Regions from separate parts of the Gossypium hirsutum genome. Here region 1 is linked to region 2. A link is a contact called in public Hi-C data. All regions are on one chromosome and are shown on one strand. The core of a region is the stretch at or near the end of the contact, and the rest is flanking DNA. Distances in the headings are between cores, read along the strand shown. Region 1 holds the start of LOC107910325 (growth-regulating factor 6). Region 2 holds the start of LOC107910331 (putative lipase YDL109C).

Evidence for each region. Hi-C and Micro-C count contacts between places; a contact is called where the count stands out from the background.
Region 1: a Hi-C map of leaf shows a contact between it and region 2, with 1.7 times the contacts expected there. The contact joins the promoter of LOC107910325 here to the promoter of LOC107910331 in region 2. A contact is called at or near these places in 7 of 34 Hi-C or Micro-C datasets (all in leaf).

What each region holds. Positions count from the first base shown.
Region 1 is chrD02:16,875,189-16,877,888 of Gossypium_hirsutum_v2.1, forward strand. LOC107910325 (growth-regulating factor 6) reads left to right here and starts at 1,334. Exons shown (of 7, transcript XM_016838141.2): 1 at 1,334-2,071; 2 at 2,181-2,287; 3 at 2,381-2,700. The coding sequence starts at 2,674.
Region 2 is chrD02:16,502,342-16,505,041 of Gossypium_hirsutum_v2.1, forward strand. LOC107910331 (putative lipase YDL109C) reads right to left here and starts at 1,424. Exons shown (of 11, transcript XM_016838154.2): 1 at 970-1,424; 2 at 814-881; 3 at 256-326; 4 at 1-46. The coding sequence starts at 1,130.

The sequences.
Region 1 (2,700 bases), core at 84-2,583, 370 kb after region 2:
ACCAGATCTCCTATAATTACATTTGCAACTACAAGTACTTGTGAAGTATGAATAAAATTGAATGAAGCAGCAAAAGTTTTGCTCAAAAATTATTGAAGACAATGAATTTGAAGTTGTCCTAGGAAGAATAAGACCTAGGAATATGCCTTAATGAATGTTATTTAGTATTGAGTTTACGTAAGGAGAGAAAGTTATTTATTTGTTAAGAATGAATGGTATGAAACTGTAATTTCATATTATCCTTATTCCTTTTCAATAAGAGAATGATAAATTAAATTTTTTTTTCTCTTAATTTTTAACTTTTTCCTTCTAAAAAATACTTGAAAACATATTTCTTTTACCAACTTACAATATTATTGAAATAATACATTTTTAATACACTAATTTTAATCCTTATCTTATTTTAAACATAATAACTTTCAAAAGAATAACTTATTTATACTTAAATCAACATTCACAAATGGTTAGATATTGGTTTTTTTAATTCAAATTCAAAAGAAAATTTATTTGAATAGGAAATAAATAAAATAACATTATTCATTTGGTATTTGAATGTGTTAAATATGTGAATTGATTAAGTAATTTTTTTGAAATATTTAGAAGATAATATAAATTTAAATTAAAAAAAGAATTCAAATAATTACCATTTAAAAATAGAAAATCTATGGATTGGTGTTTGATTTCAAGCATTTCCATGAGAGAGATTGTTATAAATTAAAGGGGGTTTCGGAAAGAGTAGATTTTCCTCTTTGGTGTCTGTCACGTGACAATGCATCCTTGTCACATGACTTCATGGAGCTCACCACTTCTCTTGGTCTTCTTTTAAGCTTAACTTTGAGATAAGAATAAAAATATATTATTAATAAAAAGAAACCGTTAGCTAGCAGACTTTGCAAGGCAAGGCAAGGCAACCAATTAGGTTTTTTTTAGTTGCAAGATAAGAATATTTAAAAATAATTAAATTGATTAGTGTAATTTTATTATTATATCTACTATTTTTTCACATAATATCTACAATTACTTATAATCACTTTTCAACCTATAAATAGGAGGATAATAGGCTGCAATGCACTCGAACTCACATCCTCCTACATTGCCAATAATATCATGTCAATTGAATTAAGATTTATTTGATATAGTAATAATAATATTAAAATAATATGAATAGTGTTTGGATTTAAACTATGAAAATAGTCCTATTAAATATATAATTTTTTTTTGAAAATAACTGCAGATTGGGCTTTATTAATAAATTCAAAAATACAAAACAAATTGCCTATATAAGACCAGACCCGATTGTAAGTTTTGGCCCAGCTTCAGAATAAACAAAGCAATAATAATACTATGGACGTCAAAACAGATCTTAATTCAACCTAAGGACAGCATAAAAAGCAGAGATGGAAGTTTATGGAATCCATTAATGCTACTGTTGTTTTTGCCCAATCAACAAAATGACTTTTCATCGCCTTGTCACTTCAGCTTCCTTTTCTTCTTCAAGATGCATACACACTCCTGAGAGAACATTAATTTCAACTTTTCCTTACCAGCCCTCATTTAGATTACCCCATTTCATCTTCTACCTTCCTGATCAATCCGACTCTCCCTCTCTATCCCTTTCTTCTTGATCTTCTGCATATTCAGGGACTCCCCCAACCAAGGTACACTGTTACTTTATCCTTCATCGTTTCTTTTGCTACCGTATGCGCAAGACTGTTAACTGTTCTTGGGACATATTCAAATCTGCATTCATTGAGTTTTGATAGTAGCTTATGAATATCGCTAATGTAAGCACATACCTGTGATTTATCTGGGATACTTGACTTGCACTTTTTTATTATCGGTAATGAGTCTCCTTCGATAATGATTTTTTCCCATTTCCTTTCTATGTCGATTTTGGTCACTTTCCGGCACGCGAGCGCCTCGGCCGCAAAGGCTGATGTCACTTGTTGATAGATCTTCGAGCATGATAAAAGAACCTTGCCTTCATTGTCTCTAGCCACAATCCCCACAGTCGCTTGATTATACTTTCCATCGTAGGCTGCATCAAAGTTGATCTTCATGAACTGGTCAGGTGGCTTCCTCCACTTTCTAATAATTATAGAAGATTGTGACTTCTTTTTTGTCGATCTCGTTCAACTCTGATATATAGCTATTAACAAATATGCCTAATGCTTTTCCAGATTTACTCACTTTTTTGTGCACTCAGTCATTTCTATCTCCCCAAATTGCCCATAATGCACAGTAGAATATCCTACATTGTGATGCTGAGTTCTTCGCAAATACCCAGGTTAGCCACTGTATAAACTCCAACTGACTTTCTTGCAAAAAAACTTTGCATGGTAATTCCCTCCATACTGAAATTGAAATAGGGCATTCACAGAAAAGATGGTCCATGTTCTCTGATCCAACTCCACAGCGTGGACATATTGTTATGTTTGTTAGCTTTTTTTGAAGCATATTAACTCGTATAGCTAGGAAATTCCATGATATCTTCCAAATTGTAATTTTGATTTTTGAAGGAAGGTTCAGGAGCCATAATTTTTTGTAAAATTCCTTATAGTCATCTTGTAAAGCGTAAGCTCTAGGATCATCTTCAATACTCTGTAATAGTTTATAGGCTCTTCGCACTGTGAATTCGCCCGACGCCTCTACACTCCAAACCCGAAAATCATCATGAGGTTTTTCTGCCAATGGGATGCC
Region 2 (2,700 bases), core at 174-2,673:
AAGAAATCTTCTGAACACTTGGGTGACAGCTTATGACATGTTTGACCTGAAAAAGGTAAACTTAAATTAATATAAATGGTTTCTGCCAAATATATATATATATATAAATGGTAAAAATGGAAGTACAGAGTATCAAACTACAGAACAATAATATATCAACGGTAAGCGGCAGTTAGCAAAATTGGAAAATAATCTGAGTTGCAATCATGAATAATGAACCTTATTGAAGATAAATAAAATTGATAGCACACATACCTCCTCTGCTAATCTGTCGCCCATTACATCAACACCATCAAATGTCAACGTTGAAGAATTGCGCTCACTGCCTGCATTGCGCATTTAGTCATTAACCATTCAGTACTTATTTCACCATGAAATTCATCAACAATATCATTAACTCATTATCACGAATATTCATTTAGTGAATGGGTCTTGCGTTCACTTCACCAATTAATTAGGATGGTTATAATCCAGCAAAATATTAAATAAGAAAATAACACAATTTGATGAATAACAATCAAAATTTGAATCCTGGATCAGTCATTGGTGAGACTTATCTACTTATAACTTCGGATAGATCTAAAGTCTAACCCAGGTTAAATTAATTCAACAGCATTGGAGTATAAGACTCCAAATTACTTAGCAGACTACTTATGAAATTATATTAGAGATTAATTATGAAACAGTTCAAAAAAAATAACTTTGTAAGAAGAAAAGGGTGAGATGAGTAAATCATTAACTTGAAACTAATTAGCATTTAGCATAATCACAGTTAATACATACAAAAAAAAAATGGAGTACCGAAGTACTCACAATGAACAATAACATTCTCAGGATACTTCTTTAAAAGCTGCTTCGCTGCAAATCTCCAATTCTGAGCACTGCAAAGATACCAATCCAAAAATCAATCAAGCAGTTCGAAACACATAAATAACATTAATAAAAAAAACGATTAAAACCGAGATTAACCTGCCAATGATGCCATTAACCATGATAACTAGATGAGTAGGATTGTTACGCTCTCCCTGAAACTGGACTTCCATATCGACACCTCCGTTCTCGTGGGATTTCGTTCTCAAGCATCCAAATCTCGGGAAACTCAATGATCTCCTATTCTTTTTTGTCTTCATCTTCTTCTTTTTCTCCTGCTGATTCAGTATCTTATTACTAGTAATATTGTCTTCCCTAACCTTGATCTCTTCAGCAACATCAACTTCCTTTCCGGTACTCCTCTACAATCTCCCTCCATATCCGCCATTTTGAAGCTTAAAAACAGAGCTAAGGTAATAAGAAACGATCTTAAAGTGTTGTATTAAGCTAGATTTTTGCGTTGGGTTTTGATAATGAGAAAAATGGAGGGAGTCAAAATACGCTAGCCAGGATTTAAAGAAGTGAAGAGGGGGGCAATGAAGATGGTGAGGGCGGGCGGTTTTTGTAGTTACGGGTTTGTTAGCTAAATGGGGCGACCCGCTGGTCCCCTCTCTTTCATTTTAAGCCATTGCCCTTGATTTTATGGTTTTATTACGGGATAAATTTGTTTCCATCGGCTGATGGGTTGAGGATAAAATCGTCATCCTCTAAGTATATTTGTTTTTGTGCTTCAATCATGATTTTTTCTTCTAAAAGCAGACAGAGAAATTGACAGGTTTAATCTTCGGAAACTTTTGTCTTCAAATTTTAGAGCCTCGTTTCTTTCAACTCGGATGGCTATTTTTTAATTACCAAATTTATTTTAATTTTTACTCCATATTTGCTTTTGATAATTGAAAAAGGGGAATAAGTTTATTTAGAATTGAATTCAATTTTTATAAATGATTTTGTCACTGAACCAAGAGATTATTGACAAGAATCAATTAATATTGAGATACCTATCCGAAGCAATACAAATAATCGATTGACTTGTGAGTCAATTAAATTTTATTAATTAAAGTTTATAATTTTTTAAATTTTTATAAATTTTTAATAATTTATTTAATTAAAACTAATCGTTTTGATAATTGACTGTTTTTATTTATAACCCTTCGCTCAAATTAAGTTAAAGTTCAATTGTATTATATTATTATTTTGATGTATTACACTTGTATTTAAAATATCATATATTTTTTTATTGGATGATTTATTAAAAAGTCTAAGCTTGCTTGAACTAGACCAGGTTGAACGGTTGGATTGAGAACCAATCGAGATATCAATTTGGAGAGGGATTTTCAATCGTTGACTCAAAAATCAATGCGAACCGAATAAAAAAAACGATTGAATTGAATTTTTAATATCTTATTTTATAATTTTATAATAATTTATTTTTATTGAACCGATTGCAACAATTAAATCATGAACCAGTAACGTGATTAATTTGAGTACCAATTCAATTTTAAAAATTTTGTAAAAATCAAAATTAATAACTTAAATACAAATCATTTACTTGGATAAACTATTATATTAATAATTCGTATTAAAAAATAACATATTTTTATAATTAGAATAATGCTATGTTTTAACTAACTTTTTATACATATATCTTTGTGGCATAAGAATATTAAATACCAAAAGCATGGAAGCACCAACTTCTGTTTTCAAATGGCATACATGTGAATATGGTATTATATGCTATGTTCTAACTTTAAATTAGGTTGGAAATGATACAATACCAAATAATATTATTCTTCAAGCCAGGCAATTAATATATATTTTGTGCAAGTCTGT